Regions from separate parts of the Mus musculus genome. Here region 1 is linked to region 2. The links are chromatin contacts, called in public Hi-C maps. All regions are on one chromosome and are shown on one strand. The core of a region is the stretch at or near the end of the contact, and the rest is flanking DNA. Distances in the headings are between cores, read along the strand shown.

Region 1 (5,399 bases), core at 1,513-4,012, 420 kb before region 2:
CATTGGTAGTAAAGTTACTTTTCTTGCACTGGACTGCTAGTGTCTTGTGGTACCATCTCTGCTGGTGTTTGCTTTTCCCTAAGGAACGAGCTCTTGATGGACTGGCCCTAATCCACCTTAAGATAGGACTATCCCTTGTCCCTAGCCTCAGCACTACCCAGTTGAAGGTTCTGACTCTTTATACAAGTAAATATTCATTTCATCGCATTTGATTAACACGGAGAGACTAGAGATAGCTCAGCATGGTACCCAGCTAGCAGGAGCCTGTGCCTCCCTTGGATTCAATCACAGCACTGTCTTCCACAATTAGCTTCCTTTCCACTGATCTGAAGGGTCTGTGCCCATAAATATCAACCAATTTTATTGATATTTGTAATTAAAACCACCCAACGGGTCACGCTCGGTTGAGCAACTTTGCAACACATACATCCATAATGGGAACATGAGCATATTTGTATGTGACATTTGATAGATAATAATCCAGGGCATTTCTCATTTTCAGAACATCCTGTGGGTACCAGCTAATTAATCCTAGCATGTCTCTGGGGATGGAGGACGTACTTTAGACATACCCCTTTGATTGCCTTTGTTCCTGAAGTTTTAAGGAAGCCAAGGATCAAGAAAATAGGTGGCTGAGAAGTCTCATTGTTGCTCTCTCAGAGGACCTGGGTTCAATTCCCAGGATGCACAAAATGGCCCACAATCATCTGTAGCCTAGATCTAAGGGACCCAATGGCACCTTCTATTGAGGTTCAGGTTCCTCATGTGGTGCACATACATACATGTAGGCAAAACACTCATACTAGTAAAATAAATATTTTTAACGACAACTGATAGCAGTCTGAAGACACATGGAAGCACCTGAATCCTAGGCCTAACCTTGTCACCTTCTCAAGTTTCTTCTCACTTTCTCTCTGCTTCCTTCTAGGGGAGTTTTCAAATAAATGCCATTGGAAAGGAGCTCCAGCCAGGCAGTTTGCTCACACCTGCAAATCCCAGTCCTCAGGGGTTCAAAGCAAAGGCCTTGTTGAGAATTTAAGAGTAGCCTGGGCTAGCTAATGAGTTCCAGACCAACCTGGACAAGAGAGTGAGACAATGTCTCAACACACAGAGAGTAGAGATCTGGGCTTCCCCATAAGATTCATGAAATCATCTAGAGTTTTCACTTATGGTACAAAGAACCCTTCTACCACCACCGCAATCCCGCTCCTGCAAATGGTGTGGACAAAGGAATAGAGTCTCACTCGTTCCTTAGTTCACACCTCATAGAGCAGGAGTGATAGAGGCCATGACTTAGAAGCACCATGATTTTACTTCCCTGATGGCCCAGCATGGCGTGATATGATGGTTTGTCTTAGTTGTCCACTTAACTGGCTGCAGAGATGCTTAGGACTGATGAGACACACCTGTGGGTCGCAAGGGTGTTTCCAGAGAGGACTGGTGTTGGGGGCACTGATTGGAGGGAAATAGTCCCCTGAATGGAAACAGTATCTTTTACCAGGCAAATTTCCTAACCGGAAGACAAGAGATCAGAGAGTTGATGTGAGCCTTCAGGGTGCCATTTTGTCCTGATTGAACATATCTGCTGCTGCCAACATCAGACTGCAACCTCTAGGTCCTTCAATTTGGGCCTAATGTCAGCGACTGTCCAGGGCATTTTTCAGATATTCTGTGCTACGTTTGTATGCTGAAACATCTAACTTCCTAGAAGAGGAACTGGACTTCCACCTCTTTAACAAGGTAGAGATGGTCAAAGTTGGATTAACTAGCCTCTTTCATGTAAGTCAAACCCCTGGGGGAATAACTTCTTAGAATGCATATATATATATACATTTTATAGGTTCTGTTTCTGTAGAGAACCCAGCCTAACTTAGGTAGCTACATTCACATGTTGTTTGGGATGCTGGTTGTTGGTTCCCCGGGCATTGTTCATATCATTCACGAGTCCCATTGGAGAGCTGATTGAGCAGAGATGGTCACCAGAAATGTGTCCTGCATAAGCTCAGGTTATGTACCCATGTCTCATTTCACCCCTTGAAATCTGATAGCTCCAATATACTCAGTGAGATTTAAGATCTTTCTCCCCAAATCCCCTAACAGCATTCTTAGCAGAAACAATCAGCTTCTAAGTGAGTTAAAAGGAAGCTGTTTTTTCCCAAAGGGTAGCCTTTCAAGTGCCTGGGCAGCAAGCTTAGTCCTCTCATGACCTGGAGTAATCTTATCATTGCCAAGCCCCTGAAGGATAGAAGGGAATTCCTGGTGGGGAGCAGCCAGGAGAAGCAGGTGAAGAGAGATAGTTCAAAGACAGATGAAAATGTATTGCTGGGCAACACTGGGCGGGAGGAGTATTTTTACAGTGTCAAGACTCACGCCACACCTGCTTTCCAACATGATTTAAGACTGTTACTGTAATAGGCACATATCCAATAAAGCCATTAAAACAGAAACAAGGAGTGTAAGTGTCTGCAGAGGGTGACATTGAAGAAGCCATGATTCCTATTATCCCAAGAGCTCAAGTGGGAACAGTGGGTTTAGAGAAAGTGTGGGGAGATTCATTGATCAACGGGACAACTAACTCAATTATTCAGGGACTAACGATCCAATTTGTGTTTAATCTGAGCCTCTGGCATCACTTCGCTCTCTTTCTCTCTCTCCTCTGCTGCCTAACTAGGAATAATTTTTACTGCCCAGCACGTAGCCATCCAAACATAGCCATGAAAGGGATGGACTCAGCGGCTCAAGCAGCTGAAGACAAGTTTATCTATCACCCAGGATGACTTTCTGCCAAGTCCAAGAACTCTTCACAGAGCTGCTAGGGCAGTGTTGTCTGACATCAGCTTGGACACTCGTGAGACAGGATGTGTACCACCTGATGGGGCATTCTTTAAACAGTTTAGATCATTAGAAACTTCTTTGTCATATAAGAACAAAAACCTACCGATTTTGTGAAATCAAGCAGTGAGCCCAACCTTGGTTCAACTTCAAAATTACTTGAGAAGCTCTGGAAAAAGAGATTCTTGCAAAAGTATAAATTAATGTCCCACTGGAAAAAAAAAGAAAAGAAAGTTTGGATAATTTAGCAAAAATGGGCATTTGCAGAGCTAAGATTAGACACTCAGGTGGACCAGAGGACACATTTTAAAACATTCTCAAAAATAGCCTTCTCAGCCACGCCAAGCTGCAAACCACCAAAATATCTGTCAACTAGAATACCTGGAGCTGGATGATGTATTTTAAAGACAGGTTTATTTGTTTCATAATTCTATTGGCTGGGAAATCTAAACATTATGGTGCCTATCATGGCTGGATCATAATGTGATGGAGAAGTAGAAAGGGAGATGGTCACATATATAATGGATTGAACACATGCATGACCTCATCTTATACAAATAGATTTCAAGAGATCCACCCTGCCCCATAACTATATTAATCCTTTCATAAGGTCATGGCATCCCTAGGATCTAGTAAACTTCCCTAGGCTCTGCTTCTCAAAGGCTCCACCATGTCTCAGTTCCATTAGGATGACTCTGTGTGAGGTGCTAAAACTTGTAGGAGGGGAGGGCCTAGCAGAAGTAAGCTGTGTCAATGGGGCCACACCCTTCAGGGGAATGATGTAATCTCTATTATTATAGACTCTCCATCCTATCCTCTTCCATTCTTCTGACCACCTGTGGTGAGAAGCTCTGCATCGCCACGTGCTTCCTCTGTGATGTCCCGTCTTGACACAACTGGGCCAAGAGATGTCAGCCGGAAGGCTCCAGACTCATGAGCCAAAACATACATTTCCAATTTTAAGTTGATTTCTCTTAGGTTACTTTGTCCCAGCAATGAAGAGATGGCACAATTTCTATCAGGTTTGAAAAACTGGTAAAAATGAAACCAAACATTTGGAGAGGATAGAAAGTGCGGGTTGGGGATATTGCTTACCTGATGCAGCTGCTGGTTGGAGGGGAAGCAGAACCACTGGCTCCATTCCTGAATGGCTCAGGTGTTTGCTCTGTGATAAATCGCTGAGCGCTGAGCTGTCCTTTCCATCTGGGGCACAGAGCTGCGTGTGCTTTATTCTTCACAGTTTAAAATGGATTTAAATTACACGTTGTTTTGTGGGTTTTCTGCAAATCTGAAGCTACTACATGTTTACTTCTTTAAAAAAAAAAAAGAGTAAGGTACAGATTTATTGAAGCAGCGTTTCTAAGACTGGGTCCCGGAGATCCATTCCTGATTTCTAATGTTCAGGGGTGATTTTGTTGTATGTCTTTGTGGGAGGGCCATGGGGAAATTCTTCACCAAGGCTGACCGTGCTCAGAGTATTCACCTATGCCTAAAGAAAGAACTCCAACCTACAGTCCTAAATACCACGCGTGTTCTGCCTGGACTCAATCCAAGAGATAAGGGCTCTCTTAATGCTGCTGTTTCTGAGTCCAGTCTATTTGCTTTTTCTGGCCCTAGTGAGCATCCTTCTGGACAACTCACAGAAAGCAAGCCCTGAGTTTCATTGTTCATGATAGCTACAGGATGGTGGAAAAGAGAACACCCTTAGAGGTACTGAGGAGTATGTTGAAACGTCCTGGCTGAAGTGAGCATCAAGAATGTCATCGGTTGCCGGGCTGTGGTGGTGCACGCCTTTAATCCCAGCACTCGGGAGGCAGAGGCAGGCAGATTTCTGAGTTCAAGGCCAGCCTGGTCTACAAAGTGAGTTCCAGAACAGCCAGGGCTATACAGAGAAACCCTGTCTCAAAAAACCAAACCAAACCAAAACAAAACAAAAACGAAAACAAAAACAAAAATAAAAAACAAAAAAGAATGTCATCTGTCCTCACTTCTCAGCATCTCAGTCAACTGCAAATGCTGTATGACAAGAGTACAACCTTACCCATGGAGTAGACAGGCATGTAGTTGGGCTCACTCTTCTGCTCAATTCTCTCTGTAGTGGCTTGAATAAAAAGTGACCCTCTTAGGCTCATGAACTTGTTCACTAGGTTCCCAGCTGATGGTACTGTCTGGAGATTTATGGAACTTTTAGTGGGCACAGCTTTGTTGGAGGAAGTACATGATTAGAGGTAGGCTTTGAGAGTTTATGGCATCACATTGCTTCTAGTTTGCTGTGATCAAAGTGTGATCCCAGCATCCTGCCCTTACCACCATGCTGATTGCTGCTATTTGCCCCCACCCCCACCCCTCCCTTCTATGATGGTCTCTTATCCATCTGAAACCACAAGCCAAAATACACATTTTTGTCTGTTGCTTTTGCTATCTTATCACAGCAACAGGGACATAACAAATACTTTCTCCACCCTAGAATAAAGTTCCCTTTTCTGTTTGGTGAGCTGCTTACCCCCAAACCCTTCCACATGTGAGCTTTGCGCACACATGAACCATAGTTACAGCAAAGCCACAAG
Region 2 (5,381 bases), core at 1,444-3,943:
CAGCTGCCTTTGAGCAGAGGTAGAACTTGAACCCAGGGAGTCAAGCTGCAGCCTGTGTGCCCAGCCCACAACATTAAGCTGTCCCAAGCATGCTTGCTACAAAGATGGAAGTGTTGTGAACACTGCATACCACTGCCTTCACTCTACCATCCCTATCCACAGCCTGGAGATTGATGGACTCTGCTCTGTGCCGGGCAGTAGAGGACCAAAGCCAAGCAATGATGTACAGCCTCCTGCCAGGGGGAAGCCAGCCTAGCACCTAATTGGATCAGACCCCCCTCCCAGGATTCCTCTACCTCCTCCTCTCAGCTCGCTATCTCTCCAGCCCTGCCCTGCCTGAGGTTCTGCAGCTGCCCCAGTTGATTTTATAAATGGCCCTTGCAAGAGGTGGGCACCTTGGCTAATTGAATCAACGCCCAGAAGGCAAGAGGCAGGAGGCTGGTTAACATCAAGGCCGAAAAGTGGTGGCAGCAGCAGCCTGAGGAGAGTCCCCAGGGAGGGCTGAGTGAGCCAGAGAGGCTCAAACAATCAGATGCTGAAACCTTTCCAGATGCTGAAAGTCCAGGTGGAACCTCCTGGGGGGGGGGGGGGGGGGGGCTGGCATCCCCTTCTCTAAGCGTGGGGCAGGTTTACTCAGATTAGCTCACACACACACACACACACACACACACACACACACGCACGCACGCACGCACACGCGCACATGCACGTGCACACAGTTTATACACTCTGAAGAAAGTAGGAATAAAGAGAAATGGGAGAGTCAGAAAAGAATGGGAATGACACAGCATTCAGCAGTAGTGAATTTGGGTACATGCCTCCAAGCTGGGGACCTGAACCCTGAACTCCTATCTGCCCTGATGCCAATGCATGGCTGTGGCACACAATGACATCTCAGTCAATGACAAGCTGTATATAAAGTCTGTAAGATTAAAGCAGATGAAAAAAAAATACCTCCTGCCTGGCATGTTTATGGACCCTCTTCTATCTTGGATGTTTATATATACACAAATACCATTATGTTACCAATACATCCAGTATTTCACATATAACATAGCTCTACATGTTTGTATCCTAGGTGAAACAGGCTATGCCACACATCTATAATATATACATATTACAGATATATTGTGATTATATAGAACATATATAAATTATATATTACATGCATATATGTGTTATATTTATATAGCAAATAGTATAAATTATATTTACACACAGACATATATACAAACATACCATGTACCTTAGGTACGCAGTTATATATCACATAGGTATAAAAATTCAGTGGTGCAAGATAACCTACAGAATCAACTAGCCTGGGCCCCTAAGGGCCCACAGAGACTGAACCACTCTCCAGGGAGCCTGCATGGGACTGACCTAGGCCCTCTGCACATATGTTACACTAGTGCAGCTTGGTCTTCAAGTGGGACCCCTAACAGCCGGAGCAAGGGCTGTTTCTGACTCTGTGGCCTGCCTTTGGGACCCTTCCCTCCTACGGGGCTACCTTGTCTAGCCTCAATAGAGGAGGATGTGCCCAGTCTTACTGCAACTTGATATGCCAGGGTTGGTTGATGGGAGCCCCCCCCCCCCTTCTGAAAAGACAGAAGACAAGTAAATGGAGATTGGCAGGAAGGACTGGGAGGAGGGGAAGGAAGGGAAACTGTGGTCAGGATGTAAAGTGAAGAAATAATTAATAAGCCGGGCGTGGTGGCACACCTTTAATCTCAGCACTCGGGAGGCAGAGGCAGGTGGATTTCTGAGTTTGAGGCCAGTCTGGTCTACAGAGTGAGTTCCAGGACAGCCAGGGCTACACAGAGAAACCCTGTCTTGTAAAACCAAAAGAAGAGGAAGAGGAAGGAGGAGGAGGGAGGAGGGAGGAGGAGGGAGGAGGGAGGAAGGAGGAAGAAGAAGAAGAAGAAGAAGAAGAAGAAGAAGAAGAAGAAGAAGAAGAAGAAGAAGAAGAAGAAGAAGAGAAAAAGAAAAGAAATAATTAATAAAAGAATATTCAGTGGTGACAATGTGTAGTGACAAATTTCTCAGAACATGTCCATTCATTAGACAACCTATGACCTCAATTAAAAGATTAAGCCAGTCTATAATAGTCCTAGATACACCTAAGTTTCTCATAGTATCAACAGGTACTAAGCAGCTTGCCTAGAGCCAGAGACCCATTCTGGGTGGCAAGGTCTTTGTAAATCCTTTGCTCGGGCCCACAATGGCAGGTCTGTTTCCTTCCTTGCCTGTGCACTTTCCCCTGGCCGCCTGGGTGGCTCAGCGGCTCTTGAAGGAGGCCTTGCCTCAGTGTGTCTGTCTGTGGTGCTCTCAAGCGCTTCTCTCCCTGACCCATCAGTGACCGCCTCTGCTGCTCCCCACTGCTTGCTCCTTTGAGTTGGGGCTAGGGGCTGGGGAACCTTCCGGAATCCCAGCTTCTGAGAGAGAGGGACATACAAGTGGCAGTTGCTCTGTAGTATTACTGGATGAATGATGCACACACATCGCGGTGACACAGACACAGCTAAAGCTAGCTAAGAGGCATTCAGAGCTCCCTGCAGAATGGGGCACACCCACTGGCTCATTTCCTCCGAGGACACTAAAAACCTAGTCAGCATTTCCCCAACAGCCTTCTAAGGACTTTCATTGCCACTCCCAGCTTCCCCAAATGCTCTACTTCCGCAGCTACCAACCCCTCACCCCACTTTTCCCCAATCAAGCTGTCCACCACGTCCCCTGGTGAGATCACGTGATCTCAGAGTAGAGCAACCAGAAAGTTCTGTCTCTTGAAGGTGAAGGGCGCAAAGAGATAGGGATCGGCTCAGGATCCCATATTTTGAAAGCGTGTTCACATTTCCGGAGGGGAATCCCAAGGTTCGGAAGACTCCCGAAGCTGCCCCTCACCACCAGATCCTTCAGGTAGAGAAATTCGTCCCTCAGGACCAGGCACCCACCGCGCCTCGCAAGCTTAGTCCCTAGTTGCAGTTTCCACAGGCTGGCACTGCCCCCTGCTGGGCACATTCGGGATGAGTGCGTCAAGTGCCAAGTGAGGAATCAATAATGTGGCCTTCTTTGCTTTGAGACACAAAGCGTCTACCTGACTCCTGCCCCAATGCTCTTCCCCCATGTCCTGAGGAGCCTGGGCTCCTTGGAGAATTGGACCCGCAGATTGAATGCAAACCTTGGCACAGACAAAAGTGGCAGAGAACCTCTTACCTGCTCCAGCTTACGTACTCCGTTAATAACTGTCAAAAGCTACCATAAGACAAAACCTAGGAGGCCACACACCCGGGGTCTTGAAGGCATGGATCTGTGTGTCTGTTGCTCATTACTCTCCTGGATGCTAGAACCTTGTCTTGCACTAGAACCTCACTGTGACTGGACAGAATGCAGCCGCCGTCTTTCTGTTTGGTTGGTTGGTTGCTTGCTTGCTTTTTTGCTTCTTTGGTTTTTTAGTTTTTCGAGACAGGGTTTATGTATGCAGCCTTGACTGCCCTGGAACTCTGCTCTGTAGAACAGGCTGGTCTTGAACTGAGAGATATGCCTGTCTCCGGAGTACTGGGATTAAAGACTCACCCCCTGGCTACTGTAGCCATCGTAATTAACCTCAGCATGTGAGGATCCAAGCTCACTACCTGAAACTTAAGTGTCGCCTTGGAAACCTCTCTTCTTCGTCACCCAAGCTGCACAGGAGCTAACTCTGTAGCAGCTTTTGAATCCCAGGAACCCTTTCAGTGGCATCTCTACGCTATACCTCTCACCCCCAAGTCCAGCTTCCCAGAGCTGCTGTCCCTAAAGATTTATTCCTGTGGCATTCCTTACCCAAGAGCCTCAAACCTCCCTTCCTTCTCCCACTAACAATGAGCTTCCCACAACATACTCCGAATCTGCTGCTGCCGACACTACCCCTCCACCTACAGCAGGTTTCTGTGTTGCTAAGACCTCCCAATGTTCATGTCGTCCTAAGCCAAAGAGGCATGGGGCACACCTGACCTACCAAGAGATTGGAGGCCATTGCCAATGCCCCGATGCCGGCGCTGAGGAAAAGGAGCCCATCCATAGAGATCAGCTGATCAAAGTTCAGTGTTCAAAATGTGGTTTCTACTGGATGGATGTTTCCTGCTATCACTAAGTCAACATTCCAACTAAACAGTGATGGAGCAGCTCGCTCTGGGTCCAATTCCTTCCTGACTCCTTCTGTAGCTTTAGTATTGTTCCTTCCAAGATATCCTCTCTCTCTCTCTCTCTCTCTCTCTTTCTCTCTCTCTCCCTCTCCCTCTCCCTCTCCCTCTCCCTCTCCCTCTCCCTCTCTCCCCCCAGACCCCTTAAGTACCATCAAAGCCCTTCCCACCCTGAAAGGCCCACCTCAAACACCACCCTTTGCTATGAAGTCTTTCTTGGACATTAACTGCTTCTGAAGCACCTGGCCTTGGGCTGCCTATGTGGCACTTAACATTCCCTTCTCAAGGACAGCCATCTGTGCCTTGTCTCTCTCAGCTTTACACATATATGTAAGGAGGGGTGGGGTGGGAATCATGTCCTAGGAAAGGCTGGCCAGGACCACACAACCGGTAAGTCTTATTTCTAGTGCATAAAAGATACAATAAGTCACTCATTTCTTGGGACCCATGAGATGGTTCAGCAGGGAAAGATCGCCAAGACTGATGGGCTGAGCTCCATCCTGGAACCCATGGAGGATGGAGAGAACTGATTCCTGCAAGTTGTCCTGCATCCTCCATGTGGGAGCTGTGACAAGCCCTGCCTGCCCATACACGCAGAAGTAGATAAATGTAAAATCTATTAACTGCTAAGTCTTTCTCGAAATCCAGATTTGCCATCAAACCCTTCACGCATCCACTGCCATTTTTCTGTCCTTGCAAAAAGTAAAAAAGCAGATGTTTGAAGGTTTTTCATGCTTTGAATGGACCTCATGTTTCATATGTTAAAAACAAAATCTCCCAAGTTATATGCTCATGGATTTGGAAGCAGGGCTTTGGGATTGGACGATGAGGGCACTGTTTCTGTAGATGAATGAAGTGATTCAGGAAGCAGTGCATGATCCAGGGAACAGCCTTGCTTTCTCTCTATGCTTGCTGTCTTCTTGTCACATCATGTCCACTGTGGTATTATCATGCAAGAAGAAGGCTCTCACTGGATACCATAAACATTTTGTGTTTGTGGACTCCCCAGCCTGAAGATCCACAAGCTGAAAATAAAATCTTTTTTCTTCATAAACTACCTAGTCTGTGGCATTCAGTTATAGAAACAAAAGACAGATTAAAATAAAGATTTTCCTAGGGGGGGTGGGAGGGTCCCAGACCTCCTGGGGCCTCTGACCCTGTAGACAAATGCTGAGGACCCAGCAGAGGCCCAGGGAAGACATCCCA

The links. Hi-C and Micro-C count contacts between places; a contact is called where the count stands out from the background.
Region 1: a Hi-C map of the N1E-115 cell line shows a contact between it and region 2, with 10 times the contacts expected there. The contact joins two enhancer-like sites. A contact is called at or near these places in 1 of 15 datasets of contacts at CTCF or cohesin (pro-B cells), 3 of 484 Hi-C or Micro-C datasets (LSK cells, the N1E-115 cell line and cortical neurons), 1 of 115 datasets of contacts at active chromatin or transcription factors (bone marrow-derived macrophages) and 3 of 9 other capture datasets (adipose tissue, embryonic stem cells and macrophages).

What each region holds. Positions count from the first base shown.
Region 1 is chr14:71,200,979-71,206,377 of GRCm38.p6, reverse strand. No RefSeq gene overlaps it. Among named protein-coding and RNA genes, the nearest start is that of Gm34757, 36 kb to the right of the region's middle. Within about 2 kb of position 2,762, at least 6 of the 459 cell types and tissues checked have an H3K27ac peak or open chromatin away from gene starts, as enhancers often do. A contact at or near this core is called in the N1E-115 cell line, where this site is marked.
Region 2 is chr14:70,778,568-70,783,948 of GRCm38.p6, reverse strand. No RefSeq gene overlaps it. Among named protein-coding and RNA genes, the nearest start is that of Dok2, 6.9 kb to the right of the region's middle. Within about 2 kb of position 2,693, at least 125 of the 459 cell types and tissues checked have an H3K27ac peak or open chromatin away from gene starts, as enhancers often do. A contact at or near this core is called in the N1E-115 cell line, where this site is marked.